Regions from separate parts of the Capra hircus genome. Here region 1 is linked to region 2. Evidence: chromatin contacts called from public Hi-C data. All regions are on one chromosome and are shown on one strand. The core of a region is the stretch at or near the end of the contact, and the rest is flanking DNA. Distances in the headings are between cores, read along the strand shown.

Evidence for each region. Hi-C and Micro-C count contacts between places; a contact is called where the count stands out from the background.
Region 1: a contact with region 2 is called in a Hi-C map of blood, with 5 times the contacts expected there. The contact joins the enhancer-like site here to the promoter of SIAE in region 2. A contact is called at or near these places in 2 of 5 Hi-C or Micro-C datasets (both in blood).

The regions. Positions count from the first base shown.
Region 1 is chr29:27,627,956-27,631,508 of ARS1.2, forward strand. No RefSeq gene overlaps it. Among named protein-coding and RNA genes, the nearest start is that of ROBO3, 25 kb to the right of the region's middle. Within about 2 kb of position 1,451, at least 1 of the 5 cell types and tissues checked has an H3K27ac peak or open chromatin away from gene starts, as enhancers often do.
Region 2 is chr29:27,484,988-27,488,416 of ARS1.2, forward strand. SIAE (sialate O-acetylesterase) reads right to left here and starts at 1,571. Exons shown (of 10, transcript XM_018043176.1): 1 at 1,468-1,571. The coding sequence starts at 1,534. It overlaps SPA17 (sperm surface protein Sp17), which reads left to right and starts at 1,592. Exons shown (of 5, transcript XM_005699579.3): 1 at 1,592-1,803; 2 at 2,872-3,052. The coding sequence starts at 2,899.

The DNA of each region.
Region 1 (3,553 bases), core at 201-2,700, 140 kb after region 2:
GAGATGGTCAGGTGGCATCACTGACCCAATGGACATGAGCTTGAGCAAGCTCAGGGAGATAGTGAAGGACAGGGAAGCCTGGGGTGCTGCAATTCATGAGGTCACAGAGAGTCAGACATGACTTGGCGATTGAACAACAGTGCTCAAGCTGATGAGCTGAGGGTGATGTCCCACCTGCGTTTGAAAACATGGCAATGGTATAGCAACTTCCTGTTTTCTTTCTTTTATAAATTAATTTTTATTGGAGTACGATGTTGTGTTCATTTCTACTGTACAGCAAGATCAATCAATCATACATGTACATGCATCCCTTCCCTTTTGAATTTCCTTCCCATTCAGGTCACCACAGAGCATTAAGTAGAGTTCCCTGTGCTAGACAGTAGGTTCTCATCAGCTATCCATTTTATACATAGTATCAATAGTATATATGTGTTAATCCCAATCTCACAACTTCCTGTCTCCTGTGTAGGTACAGATCTGCTCTGACTCCAGCCCTGAGGTGGGTACTATTATATTCTCAGTATCTGTTGCACATACAACTGAGATTAAAACAGTGCATGAAACAGAATCTTCACCTGCTCTTCTCCCAAAACATTCATTGAGCTCTTCTGTAAGACACTGTGTATCTATTTTAACACACATATGAATATTCTTGGGCTTCCCTGGTGGCTGAGTGGTAAAGAATCCACCTGTCAATGTAGGAGATGTGGGGTTCGATCCTTGGGTCAGGACGATCCCTTAGAGGAGATAAGGCAACCCACGCCAGTATTCTTGCCTGGGAAATCCCATGGACAGAGGAGCCTGGTGGGCTATAGTCCTTGAGATCTCAAAGAGTCAGACACAACTTAGTGACTGAACAACAACAACAATGTATATTCTTGCTATGAGCATGTAATTTGCTAAAGTTACTGTGTGATTTAGGTTTTGTAACATGTTGAGTATCATCTGAGGGAGGGCCATGATCACCTGAGAGAGACCATCCTGTGTCCATTAGACGGAAAACTGGAATTTAGTAAGATTCTAGAGTGGACTTTAGAGTTAAAATAAAGTGGTCATTTTAATAATTTGAGGAAGATTCACTACCAGCAAGAGAAAAAGAACTCTTGGGTGGTAGGAAATAGAGGTTGACTGCCAGAGGGTCCTGGGAGGAAGAAGCCAAGCCCTGGGCCTTGAAGTGGTTCAGAGCTGCCTCCTTTGTAGAAACCTCTGGTCTGAAGTTACATTCTTTCCATTTTTCTTAGTTAAGTAACCCATTTTCTTACATCTAGAGCAGGGTGGACCTCTTTCCCAGAAGGAAAAACTAAGACGTCTCAGAGAGCCCTTGAGGAAACTCAAGGGATCACTTAAGTACCTCGGCAGCTGTTACAGAGGTATTTTCCAGTAACTGCTCTTCCTGCTTCAGTTCCCAAGTCATTTAAGTAGAGAAACAGCCCTTTGTCCTGGTTCTGAGTGGAAAAATGTAGAGTATATAGGCCGGGCTCCAAGTCCAGGGTTAATTCTCATTGATTGGGCAAGGTCTGCCACCTGGTGGCAAGAAACAAAATCTCACCTGCTTTTCTCATCGAATTCTTGCTATACTGCTTTTTAAAAAAATCATATGTATTAAAAATCATATACAATCATATATTTTACAAGGGCTTCCCTTGTGGCTCAGCTGATGAAGAATCCGTCTGCAGTTCAGAAGACCTGGGTTCAATCCCTGGGTTGGGAAGATCTCCTGGAAAAGGGGAAAGGCTGCCCACTCCAGTATTCTGGCCTGGAAAATTTTGTGGACTGTTTAGTTCATGGGGTCACAGAGTCAGACACAGCTGAGGTGACTCAACACATATTTTACAGAACCCATTCTCAGCCTCTAACTTGGGCTTGCTTGCTTAGCCACCAGCCAAATTCTCCTAATTTGATAATGATGCTGACATATTGAACAGAGTTTTTCAGCAAATATCTGGATCTTAAATCACTTTCATATTATTTTAGAACAGCTGGGAGAAGAAGCAAAGGTAAGAAGGAGGGGACTGGTAGGTGTTAGGATTCTCCTAAAGAAGAAAGCATTCATTCATTCATACACCATCATCCATGGAGTTGAGCACCATTGAGCACGTAAAACCATGCTCATCAAAATAAAATGCCTTCCCATGAAAAAAAAACATGCAAATCAGTTTGCAAACAAAAATGTGTAAGATCACATCCCTGCACCTTTAGTGCCAAAGAGATGAACAGATGACCAAGTTAGGTTGGGAAAATAGGTAATTCTGGTTTTCACTGGAGGGTGCAGAGTTGTTTGAGTCCATTAGGGGGAGTGCTAAATCTCCAGACAAAAAACACATGCCCTAGGTTAATTCTGGAATATGCCCAGGATTGCTTGGGGATTTCAGTCTATCTATCCCTCACAGAAAGTAAAGATACCCCAGGACTCTGGGGACCTTGAACTTCCAATAATGTCTTCCAGCACTGCACACGATCACTTCTTTCCTCTTTCACCAGCCCTCACTTTTCCTTCCTTCCAGGCCAGTGATCTCAGATTGTAGCCCCAGGCATCCCCACCACCATCACCTGGGAAACTTCTAGAAATGCACATTCCCAGGCCCTGTGACTTCCCAGACTAAATACATCATAATCTCTGGCAATGTTTTTAAAACTGTTTATTTATTATTTTCAGCTGCCCTGTATCATTGCTCTATGGGGGCTTTCTCTGGCTGTGGCAAGCCGGGGCTACTGTCTAGATGTGGTGTGCAGGCTTCTTCTTGCAGTGACTTCTCTTGCTGCTGAGCACGGGTTCTAGAGCACACAGGCTCAGTGGTTACAGCCCCGGGGCTCTAGGGCAGGGGCTCAGTAGTTGAGGCTCACTGGCTTAGTTGTTCTCAGGCATGTGGGATCTTTCCAGACCAGAAATCAAACCTATGTCCCCTGCATTGGCAAGTAGACTCTCAACCACTGGACCACCAGGGAAGTCCCTCTGGGAGTGGGTTTTTTTTTTCCCCCTTGGCGTGTTTTTAACAAGCTCTCCAGGTGATTCTGATGCATGCCAAAGTTTGAGAACCATGAGTCTACGAAACTATGCAGGTATGGACCAGGGAGACTGGTGGGGTGGAAGAGAAGAAGTGATGGTTCCTGCAAGAGGAGAGGAAGCAGAGAACATCTGTAAAGGGAGATGACACTGCACCACAGGGCCTTTTGCCAGCCCACCTTGGCACCAAGCTGAGACGCTAGCCCCCGAATTTACCCTAGGTCACATTGGTGACTATACCACCATCTTTAGACGCGGGCTCAGCCTTCGAATCATGCTACTCCAGAACAGTAGCTGCAGTGTTCAGGACTGATAAGATAAGCAAGGGCTGTGCCAGCCGACACTGTTTCAACTCTCTCCACTTCCGTCCAGATCCTCGACAGGTGCAGCTCACCTCCTGGGCAGTGTGGTGCACCAGCAGGCCCCCGGCAGCACCCCCCTCACCTCCCTCACTTGGGGCGGGGATACCTGGATTGAAAACTAACTCCATGAAACCCCAGGCAGCATCAGCAGCTTGCTCCCTCCTCTGTTGCATGGGGAGAATACTAC
Region 2 (3,429 bases), core at 321-2,820:
ATTCCAAGCTGACAACAGTAGACAGTGGTCCATTACCAAGGAACGGAGCAATGGACAAAACAGAACGAGAAAGGTGGTGGGACTGGTCAGTGTTTTTGTCAACTACAAGACCCTTAAGATTTGAATTTTTTGTTTTAGGTCTTCAATTTTTTCTTCATTTTGGTGTCAGAGTAGAAAAACAGGAATTAGTGTTCTGGGATGGTAAAAGTAGTCATTGAAAGATTGACAACATGAGGGCAGTGGTTACTTCTGGCTCCCTTGGGAAGGAATATCCTTGGAGTCTCAATAAAACTGCAACAGTCTAGCTCTTAAATTGTGTGTAAAGCCCTTGGGTGTTCATTTTATTGCTTCACTGCTACATATGTTCATGTACATTTCAAATATTACATGATAAACATGGGAAGAGAGGGAATGATTTGAAGAAGTCCGGATATGCAACCAAATACCAAGGAAAGAAAATCTAGAGCATCAATGAATGAAAAAATAAAGTCATTGTTAATGAAGGTTATGTAACAATACGACCCAAAGGCAAAGATAAATAGTGATGTTACGGTTAACAGCCTTTAACATAAAAACTAATAATGGCCCTCTTTCCCTTCTCCCCACTTCATATACTGGACTCAAACGTCACTATGTGGGGATGAATCAGGAAATGATACACAGAGGCTAGTTTACGCCTTTGTTAAACCCCGAAAACCCTTCATGAACTGCAGTTTGTCTTCATCTATGTACTTGGCAGATTCATACACAGAGCGAGAGTCCTTTTTCTGCACGCAGTCTGTTCTCCCACTTAAACTTTCTTTTCTGTGACCCAGCGTCCAGCCCGGGGTCAAACGACACGATATGACCAGAAAATAGCCAAAATGAGTCATCCTCCTCCCCAAGAAAACGGCTATTATCCCACTATCAATGCCCGCGAGCAGGAATCAAAGCTGAGTCTTAAATACTCCGAGCTGGTGAGGGGGCTCTGTCTTAGCCATCATCACCACTTAAACTAGTAAAGTTAATTCCCCCAAGGAATCCAACCCGGGGCAAACCCTCCCCAACGGTACCACTGAGGGGGCAGCACTGAAACGTTTTGGATGACTCAGTCACCCGCTTCCAAATATTATCTAACTAGCTTCGCCCCCTCCCCTTCGAGTTCCCCCGCAGTTCTTTAAAGACCCTGACAGCCTCGGTCTGGGCACACCTGGGCCTCCCCTCCTGCGATAAACCCAACTCTCTCGCTGCCCCACGAAAGGCGTCATAAGGGCGCTGGAAGGGAGTGGAGGAAGCAGACGGGCCGGAGTTCCGGCCTAGCAAACACCTGCAATCTAGGCCTGTGCCGTAGAACCCGGTTCCTGCCCAGGGATCCTTGCCCGACCTAGAGAAGCAGGCGCCGGGGGCGGTCCTGCGGAGGACGCGGAATCTCGGAGTCCTCGCAGGCCGACGGATGGGCAGGGGTCGGGCCGAGCGCGGCCTCCTCACCTGCACTTACGTGGGCCTGCAGGAATAACCGCAGCACCAGACCCAAGACAATTCCCGACGCAATCATGTCGGCAAGAAGCCGTCCCCGCCGCGCAGGCCTCGGGGCATGGACGCCAGCGAGGGCGGGGCCGCGGGGCGGGGCGGGGCGGAAAAAGCCTGACTCCGCCCTTCCCAGGCCAGTCAATTCGCGAAGCCGTCCGCGGCCGCTGGGCGGGCCCGTGCCTCTCTTCGGCCACCGTAGTGGAATGAGGGAGCGGGGACGGGGGAGGAAACGGTTTCCCGGCAACGAGAAAAAACAACCGGAACCATCGGCTCCAGCTCTGAGAGAACGGAGAGGTGAGGCGGTTTACCCCATTTCCTCTTCGAAATAGAGACCTCGCCTTTTCCCTTCGTCTCAGGTATTTTCTCAGGATCCGCTCCCGCAATCTGGGAAGCCGAGGTCAGGCTGGGAACCCAGTAGCCCATTCTGCGAGTCTGAAATCCGAGACCCTCGACGACCCGCCCCCCAGGAGACCTGTGGTCCCTCTCCGACCTCCCTCCACTCCTCACGTCGGTCTAGGGTTTCTTCCTCTTCACAACCAGTGATTCAATGCTTCACCTCCTGTTCCGTCAAAAGAAAAAGAAGGAGAAGAAGGAGAAGAAAGTCCACAGATTCGGCGTCATTAAGCCTTCTAGACCCCCACCGAGACCCCTACCACGACTTCCGGGCTTATTCGGCAGTAATGGTGTCACATACAGGCCAGGTCCCTGAGTGTTGTTTGCAGACTCAGTAGCCCAACCCGCTGCTTAGCAGCTATCCTTATCTGGCCCTTGTATGCTAAGAGAGAAAACAAAACAAACAAAAAAGTAAAAATCCCAAACCTTTTGAGGCTAGAATTGCTATGTCGTGACCTTGCCCCCAGCTCTCTCGGCCCACTGCCTCTTCCACAAATAGAGATGCTTCGACGAGGCATCCTAGGTCATACTTCAGAAGTGAAAGCCAGGGGAACGACTCAAGTCCGAAACATATTCATTCGACAACTTAGAGTAGTTTCAATGACTTACTTTTTTTTTTTAAGACCTTAAACAGGGTTTTTTCCGGCAATTTAAGATGAATTTTTAGCAATCATTCTCTAAATTCCTGTGGGATAGGAAAAATTACCCTTTTAAAGGGAGAGAGGAGAAAGTACTTAGTATCATAGTGAAAATTTGTGATTTTTGTAATTTTTAAAAAATGATTTCACCTATTTAATGTTCTAATAATGGAAAATTTCAAAAACTTTTTGGAAGAAATTGACGGACTTGGATTGTACTGGGGGGGAAAGGATTGAAGTCCAGAAATTTGGGTGTCTCAGAAATAATTTGAGGTCTTATTTGAGTGAAATGAGACAAATTTAAAGACAGAACTCTTTCATGCATCTCTAGGTACAGTAGACTGGTCCTCCCAAGGAGATGTCGATTCCATTTTCCAACACCCACTACCGAATTCCACAAGGATTTGGAAATCTTCTTGAAGGGCTCACACGTGAGATTCTGAGGGAGCAACCGGACAATATACCAGCTTTTGCCGCAGCATATTTTGAGAATCTTCTAGAGAAAAGAGAAAGTAAGCTTTTTAAAAATAGGCTTTAAAAAAAAAAACATGAGAGCGTGACTAAACGTTTGATTATGGTGAAACTTGTTTAAGACCAGCATCATTCCACAGAAATCCTTTATGAGGCAGGGAGCTTTCAACTAACAGTTCTTGTTATTTGAAACAGCCTTTGAGGGGCTTCCCAGGTGGCACTAGTGGTAAATTACCCAACTTTATACAGTAATACCGGAGAGTTAAAAGACACGGATTCGATCCCTGAGTTGGGAAGATCTCCTGGAAGAGGGCATGGCAACCCACTCTAGTAGTATCTCATGGACAGAGGAACCTGGCAGGCTACAGTCCATGGGGTCGCGAAGAGTCTGACACGACTGAAGTTGCTTAGAACACAC